Linked DNA regions of Mus musculus: regions 1, 3 and 4 are each linked to region 2. A link is a contact called in public ChIA-PET, HiChIP or PLAC-seq and promoter capture Hi-C data. All regions are on one chromosome and are shown on one strand. The core of a region is the stretch at or near the end of the contact, and the rest is flanking DNA. Distances in the headings are between cores, read along the strand shown.

Region 1 (2,878 bases), core at 94-2,593, 550 kb before region 2:
CGCACCATACACACACACAAATAAACGTTATTAAAAAAATTTTTTTGGCCTGTATGAGATGCCATCTTCCAATTGAAGTCTGCCTCTCTGTCTAATGTCCCCTACTGCTTTCCGGATCGCAACTCAGAACTGAGCTTGACCCCACCCCCACCCCCCAAGGAAGTTTCTACTCTGAAGGGCAAATGCCAGGGACCTATTTTTCATTCTAACAGAAAACAGAGTTGGGGCTGGCTAACAGGCCCACGTCCAGGAAAAATAGAATCTGTGATCCTCCAGCTAGGAAATTTTCATCACACTTGCCCGTTGGTAATAATGGCATTAATCTGAGGGCAATAAGCAACGAAGAAATGAGGGTGCAAATGTAGTTTAGTCACGTACATCAAACCTTCACTTCCATCTCCAGCCCCACCCATGCCCAGGTGTGCTGTAATCCCAGTTCTTTGGAGCCTGGGGCTTGGAGACAAGATGGAAGCAAAGTCTACTCTTTTGTAGCCAGGATCTGCTTTGGACCATCCCTGGAAAATTTTGAGGGGAGTCTGCAAAGTATTTGTTCTGGAATCTCAAAGGCTCCAGGTCCCCAGGTCTTTGATGTTCTGACTAGTCAGACGCTTGGCCATCTTGAGCTGAGATGTAAGAAGTCTGCCTAGCCTGCTTCTTATAAAACCTAAAGGGCACAGAGTTCTCACGGAGCAACCTTGGTTCTCAAGCATCCAAACTAAGACTAAAACTCTTGCTCTTGGTTGATGTTGGGCATGGATTGATCACTGGAACTTAAACCCCAGAGGTGGGGGCCAGGGAAAGGTGAAGTACACAAACCATTCTGCTGTGATTCAGGTCCCTGGTACCAAACATAGTACATGACCCCTGACCCTTGCCCTAAAAACCCTTACTGCCTCCATCCTCCACCTCCACCACAGCACGGCAAAGCTGGGCCCCTCCCTGACGCTCCTTGTGACCCTAAGATTGTGTTTGGGGTTTGATGGATGTTCTGTTTTGTTACCAGGGTCTTGCCATGTAGCTCTGGATTGCCTTGTAGACTAAACCGTCCTTAAACTCCGTGTTCTGGGATTAAACTACTATCATGTCTAGATGGCCTGAAGATCCGTCTGCCCGGCTGTCAATCCATCCACCATTCTCTCTCTCCTTTTCTCCTCTTTCCCTCCCCTCTCCCTTCCTCTCTCCTTCGACGCATCCCCGCTGCGGCGGCTGCGCAGTGGAGGGTTAAAGCCTCCAGCTCTAGAAATCCGGAGGGAAGCCCAGGAGGCGCCCAGTAACCACGCCCAATCCCGTCCTGGTCCCGCTCACTCCGTTTCCTGGGGCGGGGCTAGAGAGACTTCCGCCCTGAACCAGGAAGCGGTGCAGGGAGTGTGGTAAGGGGGCGTGCCTGCCTTCAGTTCCGAAAAGCCACAGCGTCTCGCCCGGGTTGAATTTTGGTTTTCAGATCCGGCTCAGACAGGATCCTGAGACCCCTGGCCACCCCCACAGCTCATCCCCAGCTGCAGACGCGGATCTCAGGACAAGACTGGGTTTGCTGCCGCTCTGTCGCCGCCGGGACAGGTCAGGATCCAGGCCTTGTGGCCTCTACCGGAGCTCCCAACTCCGCCGCCCCAGCCATGGCACAGAAACCCAAGATAGACCCCCACGTCGGGCGGCTAGGCTACTTGCAGGCGCTGGTCACAGAGTTCCAGGAAACCGAGAGCCAAGGTAAGAGGTGTAGCGTGGGCACGAGGGACCCAGGAGGGTTCTGACGGCAGCCGCCGCCGCACAGGTCCGACCCCAGGGCTGCTTCCCATTGCAGATGCCAAGGAGCAAGTCCTCGCCAACCTCGCCAACTTCGCTTATGACCCGGGCAACTACCAGTACCTACGGCAACTACAAGTCCTGGACTTATTCCTTGATTCTCTGTCGGAAGAGAATGAAACCCTAATCAAGTTTGCTATTGGTAAGAGTTAGGCTGCCCCCAACCCCCGTGCCCGCGCGCCTCCCCCCAAGTTATAGACTAGAGCGACTTGAGAGTCAGGCATGCCACTCGCCTATAAAACTAGCATTACGGGAGGCTGAAGCAGGAGGATGGTTGCGACTTGGGGGCCAGCCTGGGATTCAGAGTAAGACACTGTCACTAAACAAACTAGTGTTTGGGATGGGATCTCATCTAGGGCAGAGCTGCCGTGTGTGGACCACCTACCTTCTCCTCCTCCACACATTATCGGGGTCACAGCTCATTCCAAACAAGTCGTGTCTTTCTTCCTCTTAGAAAAGAGATAATAAGTGAGGAAATGGGGTGAAACCTCTTTGAAAGAAGTTTAGTTTTTTGTTTGTTTGTTTGCTTGATTTTGATTTTTTTGAGACAGGATTTCTCTGTGTAGCCCTGGCTATTCTGGAACTCACTCTGTAGACCAGGCTGGCCTTGAACTCAGAAATCTGCCTGCCTCTCTGCCTCCCAAATGCTGGGATTAAAGGTGTGCGCCACCACTGCCCGGCTGGAGCTTGCCCTTGTATTGTTTACTGTCAAGAGGTGCAAAGGTAGCTTAGAACTCCTATAGTTGGGTTATTGTAAGGCCGTTTGAATTATTCAAGGTAGACTCTTTTACATTTGCTGTGTAGGTGTGTGTTTGCATGTGTGTGTGGATGAGTGTGAGTATGCATGTGCACCAGGCTGTATGCATGAAATTTGTCAAGAGTCAGTTCTCCCCGAGTACAGTGGTACATGCCTTTCATCCCCAGTACTGGGAAGACAGAGGTAGGTAGATCTTTCCGAGTTCCAGGCCAGCCTAGCGTGAGTACTGAGTTCTGGACCATCTAGGGCTATGTGGTAAGATGTCGTCTCTAAAAACTAAGGTAGTCGTTGTTGTTGTGTTCTCCTCTTCCAGTTGCTAAG
Region 2 (2,700 bases), core at 119-2,618:
GTCATTAACATACAGAAACATGCATCATGAAAAGCAAGAAGTATCACCCATCCCTTCTGCGTATTAGCAACTTGTCACTCCTGAGCCACAGTGCTCACATCACTGAGGTCTGTGAACAGTCAGTCACTCTTCCCATTCATCCTGAGTGAAAGATGGAATGACTTAAGTACAAATGCAACATATTATAAACAATTTCTTACAAAAAAAGTCACAAATTAAACCAAAGTATTTTACAGAATTTACTACAAAATGCCATAAAAACCGCTTCAACTTAAGCTCTCTCCCCCCGTATCCGGCGAGCCAACTGGATGTCTTTGGGCATGATGGTGACTCTCTTGGCGTGGATGGCACACAGATTGGTATCTTCAAACAACCCCACCAGGTATGCTTCGCTAGCCTCCTGTTGAGGACAAGAGCAACAGCATTAACACTCCTACTGGAGCAATCAAGCCGCCGCCCCGAGTGCCACCAAGCCTTTTGTCCCTTTACCTGAAGGGCACCGATGGCTGCACTTTGAAACCTCAAGTCGGTTTTGAAATCCTGGGCGATCTCCCTCACCAATCTCTGGAATGGCAGCTTCCGGATGAGCAGCTCAGTCGATTTCTGGTAACGACGGATCTCTCTCAGAGCCACGGTCCCTGGCCTGCAGTCACCAGAAGAAGGAAGGCGTCAACGGTCAGGGAGAAGGGAGAGAGCGCCCGCCCGCAAGCCGGCGGCCAAGTCATTGTTCCCAGCCCTCTGCCTACCTGTAGCGGTGAGGCTTCTTCACCCCGCCGGTAGAGGGCGCGCTTTTCCGAGCCGCCTTGGTGGCCAGCTGTTTGCGGGGGGCTTTCCCACCGGTGGACTTCCTAGCGGTCTGCTTGGTTCGGGCCATTTTTTTTCACCTGCGAGACAAGCGACGTTCAAGGCCAGGTCACCGGGCTCCGGCTGCCAGGCGCCCCTCCTCGCCGCAGCAGATGGCGGCCGCCGCCTCCTCCCCCTCCCCTAATGACTCAGGCTGCGCCGGGCTGCGGCCTCCCCCGGGAGGGGGAGCGCGGGGAGGAGCAACTTCCCGCTCCACGGGCGGCCGGAAACACCGCGGCGGGACCTGTGAGTCACCACCGGGAAGCAGACAGGACGGAGGTGGCGGAACGCGACCGAACTCGACCTCCCGGGCTGCCTCACCGACCAGACCGTCGGCTGCCAGCGACCGCGGTCCTAAAAGCCAGGGAGGCTCCGGCCGCCGGCAGAGCCGCGAACTCACCCAAAGCCGAGTCTGGGGCCCTTGCTGAGACCGAGGCGACGCTGGAAGCGCTCGAACAAGAGCCGCAATCGGCGAGCAGAACGGGCAGATACTCCACCAACGAACGACCAAACCGCTCTGCGCTCCAAGCCCCCCGACGCCTCCATATTTATAGAGACGCTGCACGCTGCGTCAGTGCGTCACAGAACCCTGATTTGCATACACCAACGACTTTTTCGATTGGCGGGAGCTTTCGCCGACGCGCTGACATCTCCCGACACAAAGGCCGTACTTCGGGGCCGTTTCCTGATTGGCCGGTGTTCAGGCCACTGATTGGCTGTTACAATTGCTTCAGGATTGGCTGGATGCAAAGAGGAACAGACGAATCAGAGTTTAGCACTAGGGAGCTCTTCTGATTGGATAAAATGGAGCTATGTTTGGATCCTTCTCTTGGTTCCAAAGCTCTACAATAGAAAGTCAATGCAAATGAATTGCACTAGTCTCCTGGAATTTAAGAAAGTTGGGTCGGCAAGAGTCTACGACTTTTTTGCATCAAGAGACCATTTTAGAGAGATTTTGCGTAAATATAATAATAGTAATTATTACTATTATTTTAATGTAGGATGAAATTATTCCCTGAATAATTTACTTTCTGTAATTTTCATCGTTTAATATAGTATGAGAAATGTAATCCAGTCAGTCATCTTACAGCATATAGTGTTTTGTGCACTGTAAATGCATACACATTCTAAAGCATAAAGCAATTGTTTGATGGGGAAGGGTAATAGACACAAAGAATCAAAATTCAAAAAAATTATTTCCGAGTTGGGTGGTGCTGCAGGCCTTTAATCTCAGCTTTTAGGAAGCTCAAAGGCAAGCAGATTTCTGTGAACATGAGGCCAGCCTGATCCACAGGGGGTGGGGGGTTCCAGGCCAAGCAGACCTACCTACAGAGATCTTGTCTTTTATAAATCCTGGTTTGTTTGTTTTTTCTCCAGGACTACATAAACCAAGCTCCAGGTGCATGAAGGTAATATCAGAGATGGAATCAGGATCCAAAATTCAAGGTCATTCACAGCTACTTAAGTCAAGGCCAGTCTAGGATATATAAAACAGTTTCAAGAAAACAAAAAACAACAAAAGGGGACTGTTCCTTGCATCCTAGCGCTCTGGAGGCAGGCAAAGCCATGTGAGTTTAAAGGCAGGACCACACCAGCAAAAGCTACCCAGGGAGACCGTGTCTCAAAACAAAACAACAAATACCTATTTTTGCATGTTTAATTCAGGCCATCACAAAATATTTTATTTCAATGTACTTAGAGTTAATAAGAAGTTGTCAGGCATGCTGGCACACACATTTCTTTAATCCCAGCAACCTGGAGACAGAGGCAGGTGGCTTTGAGGCCAACCTGGTCTACATAGAAATTACAGAATAGCCAGAGCTACTTAGTGAGTCTCTGTCTTAAAAACCAACCAAA
Region 3 (2,750 bases), core at 132-2,631, 820 kb after region 2:
CACCCCCCCACCCCCATGGAATCCTTCTTCCGAAGTAGGACTATAAACAGGTCAATGTGTAGGGAAGACTTTCATTGCTTTTACAAGGTTAGACAGAGTTCTGCTAACAGGCTTGCGGATTTGTGTGTGTTTATCCAGAGACAGGGTTTCTTTGTGTAGCCCTTGCTGTCCTGGAACTCATTCTGTAGCCCAGGCTGGCCTTACAAAAATACCACTGCCTGTCACTGTCCATGGTTTTTGAAAACTTAACGTGAAATAATTTACCTGTAAGGGGGTCTGCGTTTCTCCCCCGCGTATTGGAAAAGATCATCTGTGAAAAACTTGGGCACCTTGTAGTCTTCCAAAAGTTTCCTTCTTTTGGGGTGTTCGCCATAGCTGCTATCGAAGATGTAAAGGGGACTGTCATCGCGGGTGCTCTCCATGTACTCGATGTAGTACTTCATCTTCATCTTAACCGAGTAGCCGTCATTATCCTCGCCGCACTTGAACTTCTGGTTCCGGTATTTCCTTTTGAGGCGCTCCAGAGTCCATTTCTCCTGTGCGGACCAGCCCTCTTGTGCATTGAGCAGAACCACGGGCTTGTAAGGCCTCTCGTAGCGCTCCACGAACTCTTTCACCGACAGCTGTAAGGCATCAGCTCTCTCCACGTTATCCTGCGGGAACAACAAAAGACCTGTCCCGTTAGGACACTGGAACAAGTCCAGTGGCGGATAAAGGTGTCCCACAGGGCCAATTAGCAAAGACACCCGTGAGCAATGGCACACACGAGCAAGGAACGAGCGAGCCTCTGCTCCTCCAGGGGGCCGGAGGGACGGAAGGAGGCCCACGTGCGTGCGGGCGAGCACGTCGCACCCGGAGCCACCCCTTCACGGGAGGGAGGGGCCCGAAGCTCCCACGACCGAGCGAGTTTTGACAGCCGGGCTGCGGGGCCCCATCGGGGGACCAGCGGCCCTCGGAAGGCGGGCAGCCGTCGTGTGGGGTCCCGCGCCCCGCTCACCGGCACGGCCGCGGGGTTCAGCGGGTAGCTCTCGTAGTAGTTGTGCCGGGTCCAGTCGAGCGAGTCCTTGAGCTCCGGCCGCGCACTTCGCTTGGCCTCGCGGATGCGCTTCTTGCTCTTGTGGTTCATCGTGAGCCGCTCGCCGTCCGGTTCCGCCCCGACCCCGACGCGGCTCGCGTTTCCTGCCACCAAACGCGCCCTCCCTCCCTGGCTGGCGCGGCCCCGAGACGCCCTTCGCTCCGGCCCGGCGCCTTTAAAGTCGCCTTCCAGAAGATTCACTCCTCAGCCGCCACCGGAGCTTTGGGTTGGGCGAACAGCGGCCTTCCTCCCCGCCCCACCGCCTCATGCGGTCCGCCATTGGCCTCAGCGACCTGCCAGACCCGCCTTCATGCACGCCAATTGGGCGCCATGTTGGGAAGGTCGCGTCGCCGACGCCCTGCCCCTCCCTGCTTTGGCCTACGCAACACTTCCGTCTGCGCGTCGCTTCCCTGCGGTCTCCTTCCGGCCGGGCCCGCTGCGGCCTCCGGCTTCCTGTGTTTGCCATGGACAGTGTCCGGCCCCGCGCTCCTTGGGCACCGCCTCCTGACCCGGCGTCCCTGGACTCCCCTACGTGCGAGCCCGGCCTCATGGCCGGGACCCAGCTCTTTCGGTTCCGGGAGGAGCCAGTTCCCGGAGGCAATCGGGCGGTGCTGGAGGTCCGCGTCCCGCAGGTGCGTGCGGCGGCACCCACGTGGGAGCCCCCTGTTTGGAGCGGGAGTGGGTTGTCCTTCAGTTCTCGGCTTCGTTCATTAGCACCAGGTCTGGTGTGAAGCCCGGTGAGGGGTTAAGTGCGCTCCAGTGACACATTTAGGGACAGTGCCAGGAAGTTCACTGAATTCCACCAGGAAAGTGGCTGTCTTGTCCTGTGATGCTAACTTTGTACTCTTTTGAAAGCATCTGTCAGTATATCTAACACGGCCTGCCCCCCTCCCCACCAAACCTCCGGGTACTCTTGATTGAACCTCTGCCTGTTAGGCAAGTGCTCCGCCACTGAGTGGTAGCCCTAACTCTCTGTTTTATTTCTGAGCTCAGGCAGGCTTTGAATTTGAACCCCCGTTTCCCGCTTCTTAGGGTTAGGAGTGTGCGCCACCATGCTGGCTTAAACAGTGCCGGGGCTCGAATCCAAGATCCATACACGATAGATGATAGTTGTGCTTTTGAGTTTATCCCAAACCCCGTAATCTTTGCTGTTTAAATTTTGGGACCAGGGATTCCTGTCTCCAACACCCCAATAAAATTTTATACATCGGCACTGGCTTGTTCCCTCCGAGCTCATAGCTACTCTAAAACTGACTAACTCTTCCCAGGTAGTCGGGTTTTACAAAGGATTTTCGTGTTGTAATGTAGGCAGCTGGACCATAGGTAGGTAGGTGTCCCTGGCAATAGTAAGGGGAGCAGAAGGTATAGCCTTCTGCTATACAATGCTGCCACCTGTAGCAGTCCTCGTTTGTTTGTTTTTTTTCCCAGACTTCTACACAAGTGAAGCAGAGATTTTGTTTTGAGACAGGGTCTCTCTATGTATCCCTGGTTATTGTGGAACACATTCTGTGAACCAGTCTGGACTCAGGGTTCACCGTGCCTCTGCCTTTGGAGTGTTGGGATTAAAGGTGTATTCCTCCGCCCTCCCAGCAGCCTCTAACATTAGAGAAGAGATTCTTGGCTGTGTACTACAGAGAAATATTTCAGGACAAATAAGCGTGAAGCAGAGTTGGAA
Region 4 (2,723 bases), core at 142-2,641, 660 kb before region 2:
GGCTCTCTAGAGGCCCTGGCATTCCTTTCCTCGGCCTCTGACCTTCCCAAGGTGGGTAACAGGGTGTGGGAGTAGTGGTCGGCTCTCTGAGGCTGTGACTGGCTGGTTGTGGGTAGGCAGCTCTCCTGATCCCACTCACACTGGCCAAGAACAATATAGAGCTCTGAGAACAGTCGGATGGGGGTGGGGTTCCAGATGGCAGTAGGTCCAGAGCCCTTTGACAGGCAGGGCCTTGGAGAGGCTGCTGGTATCTCCATAACCAGAGTAGCCTGGTTTCCAGAAATAAAGATTGAAGGGACGACAGGGAAGGAACCTTGCTGGGTCAAGAGGTGTGTGCTGAAGGTAGGAGGCAGCTTCTGTGACACTTGTAGACACGGGGGATGGGGGGGGGGAGTGTGGACTGGAGTTACCCATGGCTCCCTCTCCAACAGACCAATGATAATCTCCTCATCCCCGAAACCCCAATCCCTATTCCGGGTGCCAAAAAGCACAGCCAATCAGCTCCACCGGGCCTGGAGAAGCCCCTGGATCATCACTAGCTGGAAAGCTGGCTTCCCTAGGCCTGAGGACAGCTCCTCTTACCCAGCTGCCGCTGCCTGCCACTCTATGAGCTCCCAGGAAGACCTGGGCCTTCCCTACCCTCAGGCATCAGCCAGGGCCCAGAGAGGCCACCGCTGCCACCGCTGCCATCGCGCACCAGCTGTTTTCCCCAACCCAGGCAGGCGCCGGCCCGGCTTTGTTTGCATTGAGTCAGCCGGGGCTGTATGTCCGGGACCATGGGCACTGAGGGGCAGGGAGACCAGCGGGGCGATGGATGGGTAGGTGGGAGCGGGAAGAGGCTGGCTAAGCGAGGCTGCGGGCACCGGGGGGGCGGGACAGGGGGCGGATAACGTTGTCGCCGCCGGCTCCAGGAGTAGGCACACGTCAGCCTAAGGTGGCAGCAGCAGCAGTGCCCGGGAGAGTGTTCCCAGGGGAGAGTAGGCATAGGGTGGGCTCCCAGAGGCAGGGATGGAGCCCTAGTTACAAAGGAAAAGTCCCGTTCCGGTGCTTGTTTCAGCATCCCCCTCTGGATTAGCCGGTCACCCCACCCTCGGGTGAACCGTGTTCACCCAGCCCCCCCGGCCCTGCCCTGCCCCCAGGGCCGGCAGGTGGATGAAGAGGCTGGGCCCCCAGGCGCACCTGCGTCTTGGTGGTCAGCTGGATCACCGCCTTCCGGAAGTTCAGCTTGGAGTCTGCGGATCCCATGTCGATGGACCCCGCTCCAGCCCGACCCCGGATTCCGACTCTGCCGCGGGCTCCGGCTGTGACTCCAGCTCCAGCTCCGCAGCCCCGGCTGCTCTCTGGGGAGCGAAGCTGCGAACCCCGCCTGCCGCAGGCGTCGGCCCCGCCCCTGTGGCTCCGCCTTTAGATCCGCCCCCACGAGGCCCCGCCTCTGCACCTGCCGCTCAGGCCTCCAAGAAGAAGTCCGGAGTTCTCCGTGGAACCCAACTCCTGGTCCTTTCGTCTGCAACTGAGTGTTGTCCTCGATCCTCAGTCCGCAAGACTGAAACCCTCCTGGTATCTCATCTCCTGCCTCCACCTTCATTCTTCATTCCTGCTCAGACCCGCAGTTTCTCCTCCAATCCTCTCTACCTGATGTTCATGCTTTCCTACTATTGTTGCTATCTGAGCTTGCTTGCTTTTTCTCTTTTCTTTTCTTTTCTTTTCTTTTCTTTTCTTTTCTTTTCTTTTCTTTTCTTTTCTTTTCTTTTCTTTTCTTTTCTTTTCTTTCCTTTCCTTTCCTTTCCTTTCCTTTCCTTTTCTTTTCTTTTCCTTTCCTTTCCTTTCTTTTCTTTTCTTTTTCTCCTCTCCTCTCCTCTCCTCTCCTCCCCTCCCCTCCCCTCCTCTCCTCTCCTTTCTTTCTTCCTCCCTTCCTTTCTTTCTGTTTGCTTCTCTTTCTGACCTATCAAATCCACGTGTCTAGCCTTGAAGTTATTCTAACCCTTAAAAGGTTTAGCTCTTGCTTGTGTGGAAGGATGGGCTGACTCAGTGTCCCTGTTCCAGGAAGGCAGCTCAGCAGTGAAAAATCCCTTGGGTCTTGACGCTTATCTAGCTCCCTGGCTTCCCTGAGAACTCTTTGAAGTGTAGAGGACATGACATAAACATCACAGATCCTGGTTTCAGAAGAAAGGAGTTTACCCATGGTATAGCCTAGTACACTGTGTTTGTTTTGTGAGGAGTTTATCGTAGGCTTGCCTCGAACTCACTGTTACTGGTGATGAATTTTTTAATCCATCTCCCAAGTACCAAGGTCACAGGTTCCATGATCACCCTTGGTATTATGGGGTGCTGTAGATTGAACCAAGAGGTTCTTGGATGTTAGGCAAGCACTCTAATTATTAAATTAAGAGTAATAGCTGACAACCCAATAAAAATAGTTGATCCACATATGAGATCTCAGAACTCAGGAGGTGAAGGCAAGAGGGACTGTCATCCTTGGTGAATAGTGAGTTTGAGACCAGCATTGGCAAAATCCAAAATAATCTGGTATTTATCTAATATATATATATCTCATAGCAAGCCAGGACAGCAGGACAGCCAGGGCCATGTATGATGTATGTGTCCCACCCCTCACACAATCATGTTACTGTGTCTAGAAGTTTCTGAGAATCCTGGATAGTTCTAAACAACATGACTTTAATCTAAAGGGGGATCCCGGAGTTGTAAAATAAGGAGTATGCTCC

What was found. Promoter capture Hi-C pulls out the DNA fragments that hold promoters and counts their contacts. ChIA-PET counts read pairs in DNA pulled down with a chosen protein or histone mark. HiChIP or PLAC-seq counts read pairs in DNA pulled down with a chosen protein or histone mark.
Region 1: a contact with region 2 is called in an RNA polymerase II ChIA-PET map of effector CD8 T cells, with 10 read pairs. The contact joins the promoter of Armc7 here to the promoter of H3f3b in region 2. A contact is called at or near these places in 2 of 39 promoter capture datasets (erythroid cells and liver), 1 of 484 Hi-C or Micro-C datasets (embryonic stem cells), 2 of 115 datasets of contacts at active chromatin or transcription factors (effector CD8 T cells and microglia) and 1 of 9 other capture datasets (pancreatic islet).
Region 3: a promoter capture Hi-C map of liver shows a contact between it and region 2, with 4 times the contacts expected there. The contact joins the promoter of Jmjd6 here to the promoter of H3f3b in region 2. A contact is called at or near these places in 13 of 39 promoter capture datasets (the C10 cell line, HPC-7-derived erythroid cells, cranial neural crest and 8 more), 11 of 484 Hi-C or Micro-C datasets (CD4 T cells, CD8 T cells, LSK cells and 6 more), 5 of 115 datasets of contacts at active chromatin or transcription factors (astrocytes, bone marrow-derived macrophages, effector CD8 T cells and 2 more) and 1 of 9 other capture datasets (adipose tissue).
Region 4: a contact with region 2 is called in a FOXA1 HiChIP or PLAC-seq map of pancreatic cancer cells. The contact joins the promoter of Hid1 here to the promoter of H3f3b in region 2.

Annotation. Positions count from the first base shown.
Region 1 is chr11:115,474,324-115,477,201 of GRCm38.p6, forward strand. Armc7 (armadillo repeat containing 7) reads left to right here and starts at 1,344. Exons shown (of 3, transcript NM_177778.5): 1 at 1,344-1,704; 2 at 1,799-1,942. The coding sequence starts at 1,614. It overlaps Slc16a5 (solute carrier family 16 (monocarboxylic acid transporters), member 5), which reads left to right. Exons shown (of 4, transcript NM_001080934.1): 4 at 1-75.
Region 2 is chr11:116,023,136-116,025,835 of GRCm38.p6, forward strand. It overlaps H3f3b (H3.3 histone B), which reads right to left and starts at 1,369. Exons shown (of 4, transcript NM_008211.3): 1 at 1,244-1,369; 2 at 747-884; 3 at 490-643; 4 at 1-400. The coding sequence starts at 874. The coding sequence ends at 272.
Region 3 is chr11:116,842,068-116,844,817 of GRCm38.p6, forward strand. Jmjd6 (jumonji domain containing 6) reads right to left here and starts at 1,382. Exons shown (of 6, transcript NM_033398.3): 1 at 998-1,382; 2 at 265-653. The coding sequence starts at 1,126. It overlaps Mettl23 (methyltransferase like 23), which reads left to right and starts at 1,448. Exons shown (of 5, transcript NM_028865.3): 1 at 1,448-1,707. The coding sequence starts at 1,540.
Region 4 is chr11:115,366,365-115,369,087 of GRCm38.p6, forward strand. It overlaps Hid1 (HID1 domain containing), which reads right to left and starts at 1,392. Exons shown (of 19, transcript NM_001346774.1): 1 at 1,180-1,392. The coding sequence starts at 1,245.